Linked DNA regions of Zea mays: region 1 is linked to region 2. The links are chromatin contacts, called in public Hi-C maps. All regions are on one chromosome and are shown on one strand. The core of a region is the stretch at or near the end of the contact, and the rest is flanking DNA. Distances in the headings are between cores, read along the strand shown.

Region 1 (2,976 bases), core at 48-2,547, 380 kb after region 2:
TTGCACTTGTTCACGCTGTTCATCTACATAATTTCTGAAAGATTGTAGCTCGTTTGTATTACTTACATTAGGGATATCTGGTGTGGGTCGGAGCGAAGCCGGATCCGTCGCCCGATGTCGGACGACCTTGTTGTTCCTGTCCAGTTTGAAGTTGGCCAAGAACTTTGCTTTCGCCTCTTGGATCATCTGCTCCTTGTGCTCCTCGAACTAGAGCTGTTCGTCAGCCGGCAAGGTCTCCCAAGTCGGCTCTATGATGTTGCTTGGGGAAATATCAGAGTTATCTCTTGAACCGGCCATTGAGGACCGATTTGATGAGTCTATATTTGTTGTCCCCAGCGGAGTCGCCAAAAAGTATGTTGACGCATTTTTGGAGTGCCAAACACTCAACAAGAATCGTGGCGGTGCTCTCTGGTCAGGCGCGGACGGTCCGCGGCACAGGGCCGAATGGTCCGTGACCTAGCGCAGAGGCTAGGGTTCCCTGCCTAACGGCAGGACGGTCCGCGCCCTAAGGCCGGACGGTCCGCACGTGCACAGGGGCGGCGGAGAATCGCCAGCGGCGCTTGGATCTCGCTCCCAGAAGGGACCCCGTCGGGGAGGAGAGATCCTAGGTGGTGTCTAGGCTCGGGTAGACCGACCTAGACTCCTCTAATCGACGTAGAGTCGAGGAGAGACGGAGAATTTAGGGATTGAAAGGCTAAACTAGAACTAGACTAGAACTACTCCTAAGAATAAATGTAAATTGTATTGATTGTGGGTTCGATTGATTGCCTCTAATCGGCCGTAATCCTCTGCTTTTATAGAGGAGGGGGGCTGGAACCGTTACCAACAAAACTCCGAGTAAATTCCGTGATTCTCGCCAACAAACACAGCGAAAAACTCGGAACCCTAATCTGTTCTGCGCATGCGCGGACCCTTCGGTCCACAGGCGCGGACCGTTCGGACCGTGGACCGTCCGACCTTAGGGCCGAATCTTCCGCCGACTCAAATTGATGCCCAACGTATAGATTGTTAGAATTTAAGTTCGTTTATATCCTTTCTCAATGTAAAACTATCCTAGAATCAAAATTTATATCACGCGCAGAGCGCGTGCTATCCACTAGTGCAAATGCAATGCAATGCAATGCGGTCTGCGAACTGCGTTCTGAGTGGTTCCAGCGGCAGTGGCAGAGTCGTAATACGGCGCTTGGACTGGGGACTGGGGACCATCCGTTTACGCTGCGCCTACGCGGCAGCGGCCGTGGGGCGGCTATATGAGAGGGAATTCATCGACACAGTAGTTTCTTCCGCACCACGTCTCCTACACTCCTCCGCCTGCCGTCCTGTCCTGCGCCCTTACTCCTCGGACGCCCCCCACGCCACCAATCCCCAACCCCCCATTCCGCACTCCCCTCTCCCTGCCCCGCCGCGCTTCCTTCGCTGCTAAAGCGGCTGCGATGGCGCTCTGGGCGCTGCCGGTCGGCTTCCGCTTCCACCCCACCGACGAGGAGCTCGTCAGCCACTACCTCAAGGGCAAGATCACCGGCCAGATCAACTCCGAGGCCGAGGTCATCCCCGAGATCGACATCTGCAAGTGCGAGCCGTGGGACCTCCCAGGTACTTACTCGCCTCTGCTGCCTCATCGCCCGCCGTCTCTGCTCTCGTTTTTTTATCCGTTCCTCGCTTTTTCTTTTGTGCTATGTGGTCGTACACGGGATTTCCAACTACTTCTTTGCGATACTCAGTGCTGCATTTTTTTTCTCTCATCAGGATTCGCCTTCCGGTTGGTGCCCGATTTCGGGGTCTTTTATTCGGTTTGCACTCGCTTGACTGTGTTAACTGTGTTAGAATATAATATAAGTGAATTGCCCACCTCCTATCAGCTTAAGCTTTTGGATTGAATTAGTTGGTGCATGTAACTTAATATGGTATTAGAACCAGAGGTCTCGAGTTTGAATTCTGGTTAGCACAATTAAACAAAATAATTGTTGCTCGCTCCTATATTACACGTTAAAGATCCAAAAGAGGCTCGACGTGAGGAGGATTGTTAAAATATAATATAAATGAATTGCCCACCTCCTATTAGTTTAAACTGAGTTGAATTGGTTGGTACATGGACTGAATCTCACCATTTCGGCCAATCCGTTTCCCACTATCGCGATTCTCTCTCCTCCGTGTTTCCGTCGCCACCTACCACGTGAACCTTCCTGTCGCGTGTGTGCTGAAAGGCCGAGCAGACTACAATCCGCTGCTTACCTCTGTTCTGTTCTGTCTCGCGATTACTTGCACTAGAGAGAGAGATTTGTTTCGCCTTGCTGTGCTGGTTCGATGCGATTCTCTCGGACTCCGCTAAATCATTTTAGTTAAAAAAATACCGCGCTCCCTTTCCAAGATGCGATTTGATTTGGTGCGATGCAGCTGAACAAAATCCTTGTGCTGATTCATTTTTGTCGTTCCGCGCGTGTCGACTCGAGCCAAAACTCCCGGGAAACATTATTCCGCTTTCCTGATCCGGTGGTACCGATGAGATGTGAATGTGATTATGCCAATGCAGGTAAGTCTCTGATCCGGTCCGACGATCCTGAGTGGTTCTTCTTGGCGCCCAAGGACCGCAAGTACCCCAACGGTAGCAGGTCGAACAGGGCCACCGTGGCCGGGTACTGGAAGGCTACTGGCCCGGACAGGAACATCAAGTCCAAGGGCGACAAGAGCAAACAGTTTACCATCGGCAAGAAGAAGACCCTTGTCTTCCACCGTGGACGCGCCCCGAAGGGCGAGCGCACAGGGTGGATTATGCACGAGTACCGCACCACCGAGCCTCAGTTCGAGTCTGGCAAGCAGGTACGGAGCTATTGTTGTTAGTGTTTCTACCGTATGTCTGATTTGTACTTTATTAGTACTTAAGTCTGTCTTTGAGAAATATAAGATACTAGTCTGTTCACTGAAGAATGTGGCCTTAAACACTAGTTTGATTTCAGGTGGGTGAAAGAATTGTTCTAA
Region 2 (3,181 bases), core at 140-2,639:
CAGTCATTGAGAATGTGCCTAGGCATCTTGATGACGAATGGTGGTACAATATACAATGTAGTTTAGCCAGAAGGATACAATATCATTGAACCCATACAAAAGAGTGCACAAGAGTATCAATCTGCATCCATTGTCCCAGGCATTACAATGAACTCCATAATAACTACCCAACTCATACTAGGCAAAGTGGCAATGTCTACCAACAACAGGGTGCCTTATCCTGAATTCCAGATTCAAGGAGGTACTGAATCATCATTGGAAATGGCCTGAGCTTTGCTTTGCGAATGGTCATATAACCTAAATATTTTTGTCTTGGGATTTATAAAATGGCATCATCGTATGTTGCAGAGACAAGTCAGGTGTTGAAGAGAGACCCAGTGTCAACTAATGCATGCAAAATAAGATTTGACACCGAAATTTCACTGTTTAGGCTTCACAACACAAAGTCATTCAATTTTATATACTACACAAACCAAAACAGGAAACAAGAAATCATGAAATTCGCATAGAAACCATCCTTAATGCATCACAGTGTTCCAACCATCTTCAATTGAAAGTTCAATTAACTAAATACAGGAGCCACCTATACTACACCAGGCAAATCACAAGCTGGATCAATTCAGTTGACACTAACTTTTACCGTATGAAGTGTCACATCCACCCATCCCTGATGGCCTGATCTACCGGCAACAACTGAACCCTCAACAATTTGTGTGCATACCGCACAGGCACAGGCGAACAAGGGGAGGCAGTATTACCTTGACATAGATGACGCTGTCAATCTGTATGGTGACGTTGTCCTTGGTGATGGCGTTCTGGTGAGGGATAGGGATGGTCTCTTCCTTGAGCGAGTGCACGTAGGCAATACGGTCGACGGCGGGGATCAGGAGGTGGAACCCGGAGCCGAGGGTCTTGAGATACTTCCCGAATCTCTCCACAACGTAAGCCTTCTTCTCCGGAACTATGCTCACGCCCCAGTTCACCGGCGGCTCCGGTGGATCGAACCTGAGAAAAACACACATCCAGAGGCGTCAGTCTTAAATTGCATTGCAGAAGGTTGAACAGAGAATGGGGGAAGTGAGTAGGGTTTTACATAGAGCTGTCGTCTCGGGGGTTGAAGCGGGAGAACGAGCGGGACAAGGCGGGGGCGGAGCCGGCGGCGGCGAAATGGCGCGGGAGGAGGAGGAGCTGGCGCGCGGGTACGGCAGATCGCCGGAGTAGGCTTGCCATCGTCGTCGTCGGCGGCGGCGGCGGCGGCGATGGGGGATGGATTCGGTGTAGACTGTAGACTTGAGGTTGGAAAGGGGGAAGACGGCGCTTCTCGACTTTGAGTAACAAAGGCCGGGCGTTTCGCTGTGTGCCCGTAGCAATTACAATGGCCGGACCAACTTGTGTTCCAAGATGTGTTGCGACTTCTGTAGCAAGAAAATGGGTAGCACCCAAAAAACATGTTTAGATCTAGTTTAGAAACGGCAATCGCGTTGGTGTTGATCCGGACGTCCATCACTGTGATTTATACCGACGGCGGTACTCTCTGCGAAGCACTAACAGTCTGCGACCGAACGGTTCATGATCTGGCACAAAGGCTAAGGTTTATGCTGACGAGCCGGACGGTTCGCTCGTGCGCAGAGGCAACGAAGTTCGCAACAACACCTGGATCTCGCTCCCGGGAGGGTCCCCGTCGAGGAGGAGAGATTCTAGGGTTTGTCTTTGGGTTGGTAGGCCACCCAAGGGCCAAGATGCCTCTAAACGACGTAGAGTCGGAGAGATGTGAAGATTAGAGAGAGAAAACTATGTTACTGTCGACTCCTAGGAAAAAATGTAAAGAACGAAAGATATATTGATTGTTTGATCGATTGTTGGTGTTTCAATCGGTCGTACCCCTTCAAATATATAAGGAGGGTTTAGACCCGTTCCTAGACATTCTCCAACGACTCCCGCGAGATTAGAGGGATAAACACGTGAAGAGATAGAAGTTTAACTGTCCGATCTAATCATATTGCGGACCGTCGACGCCTATAGACGGACTCTCCGCAGGCCGGACTGTCCGGGCCTCAATGCCGGACCGTCCGGCCATGGCTAGTTGCCACAAATGGTGCTCAACACATGCCCACTGCTTTTTGGGGAAGCTGAGCGAACCAAAAGCACTGGTGCAGGCTGAAATCTACTCGATGTGACAACATCTGCTTTAAGTGTATTGCTAAATATTAGGATGATATTGTTGTGTGAATGTGTGATCTTGTAACGGCCTTGATCGGACGGTCGCCTTCGATGCCGCTAAGATAGTCTTGATCAACTCGTCATCCTGCTTACCTAATTTTTTGCGTGCTCAGGCGAGGCTCCACAGTCGACCAGATCCTCTCTCAGTAGGTCCTCCTCCTCAATGTTACCTTTGTCCACAGGTGTTGTGCGCCGTCAGAGGTTTCCTGGTGAGGTGCGGACGGTCCGGACTCAGGGGTCGGACGGTTCGCTCTGTGCTCGGACGGTTTGGCTGCTGGAGTCGAACGGTCTGCCGTATCTGCAGAGAGTTGCATAGCTGTTGTTTCGTCTTCTGTCTTCGTGGCCGCTTGAGTTGCATCGACGGCCTTCGGTCTCCACCTCTTTTTGTGGTGGTGGGGTACTGCGGATGTGTATCATTAAATATTTTCTCTACCTCTTCTTCTCTACTCTCCTTTGTTCTCAGGCAATGCAATTTGCGCTTTTAAGACCGTGTTAGGCCCGATGAACATCATCGGGGCATGGAGTATTTCGGGTTAACTGCTTTGTTGTTGCTCCTGTATCTTTCTCCTCATTTGTCTTGGGCGATTTACAATAAATCATCGACCCTTCATTGTTCCCCTGTATGACGATATCCGTTGTACCTATCTTGATGATATCTTTGTATATCGTCCTCTTGGTGCTCATATATATTTTCTCTCCATGTTCCCATGTCGGATCGGTCGATGAGTAGTCCGACAATCTTGATGGACCTGTGTCTGGTGACCAAATTGAGGTGAACCCAGTCGGTCTTGCACTGGTGGTCCCAACCTATCAAGTACTGAATTTTGGGGTGCCCCAGGCAGGGTACTGTGACATCCCATATGGGTACGATGGCATGCCCCATATTAGATTGGGTACATAAAGTGTTGGAAAATATTCATACTGATGTGGCACAAGTGGGTATGGGGTGGAGGTGCCCGTA

The links. Hi-C and Micro-C count contacts between places; a contact is called where the count stands out from the background.
Region 1: a contact with region 2 is called in a Hi-C map of leaf, with 5 times the contacts expected there. The contact joins the promoter of LOC100383037 here to the promoter of LOC541819 in region 2. A contact is called at or near these places in 2 of 25 Hi-C or Micro-C datasets (ear and leaf).

Annotation. Positions count from the first base shown.
Region 1 is chr10:79,407,121-79,410,096 of Zm-B73-REFERENCE-NAM-5.0, forward strand. LOC100383037 reads left to right here and starts at 1,298. Exons shown (of 7, transcript NM_001175714.1): 1 at 1,298-1,593; 2 at 2,531-2,817. The coding sequence starts at 1,434.
Region 2 is chr10:79,027,441-79,030,621 of Zm-B73-REFERENCE-NAM-5.0, forward strand. It overlaps LOC541819 (stomatin 1), which reads right to left and starts at 1,390. Exons shown (of 9, transcript NM_001111500.1): 1 at 1,094-1,390; 2 at 759-1,005. The coding sequence starts at 1,230.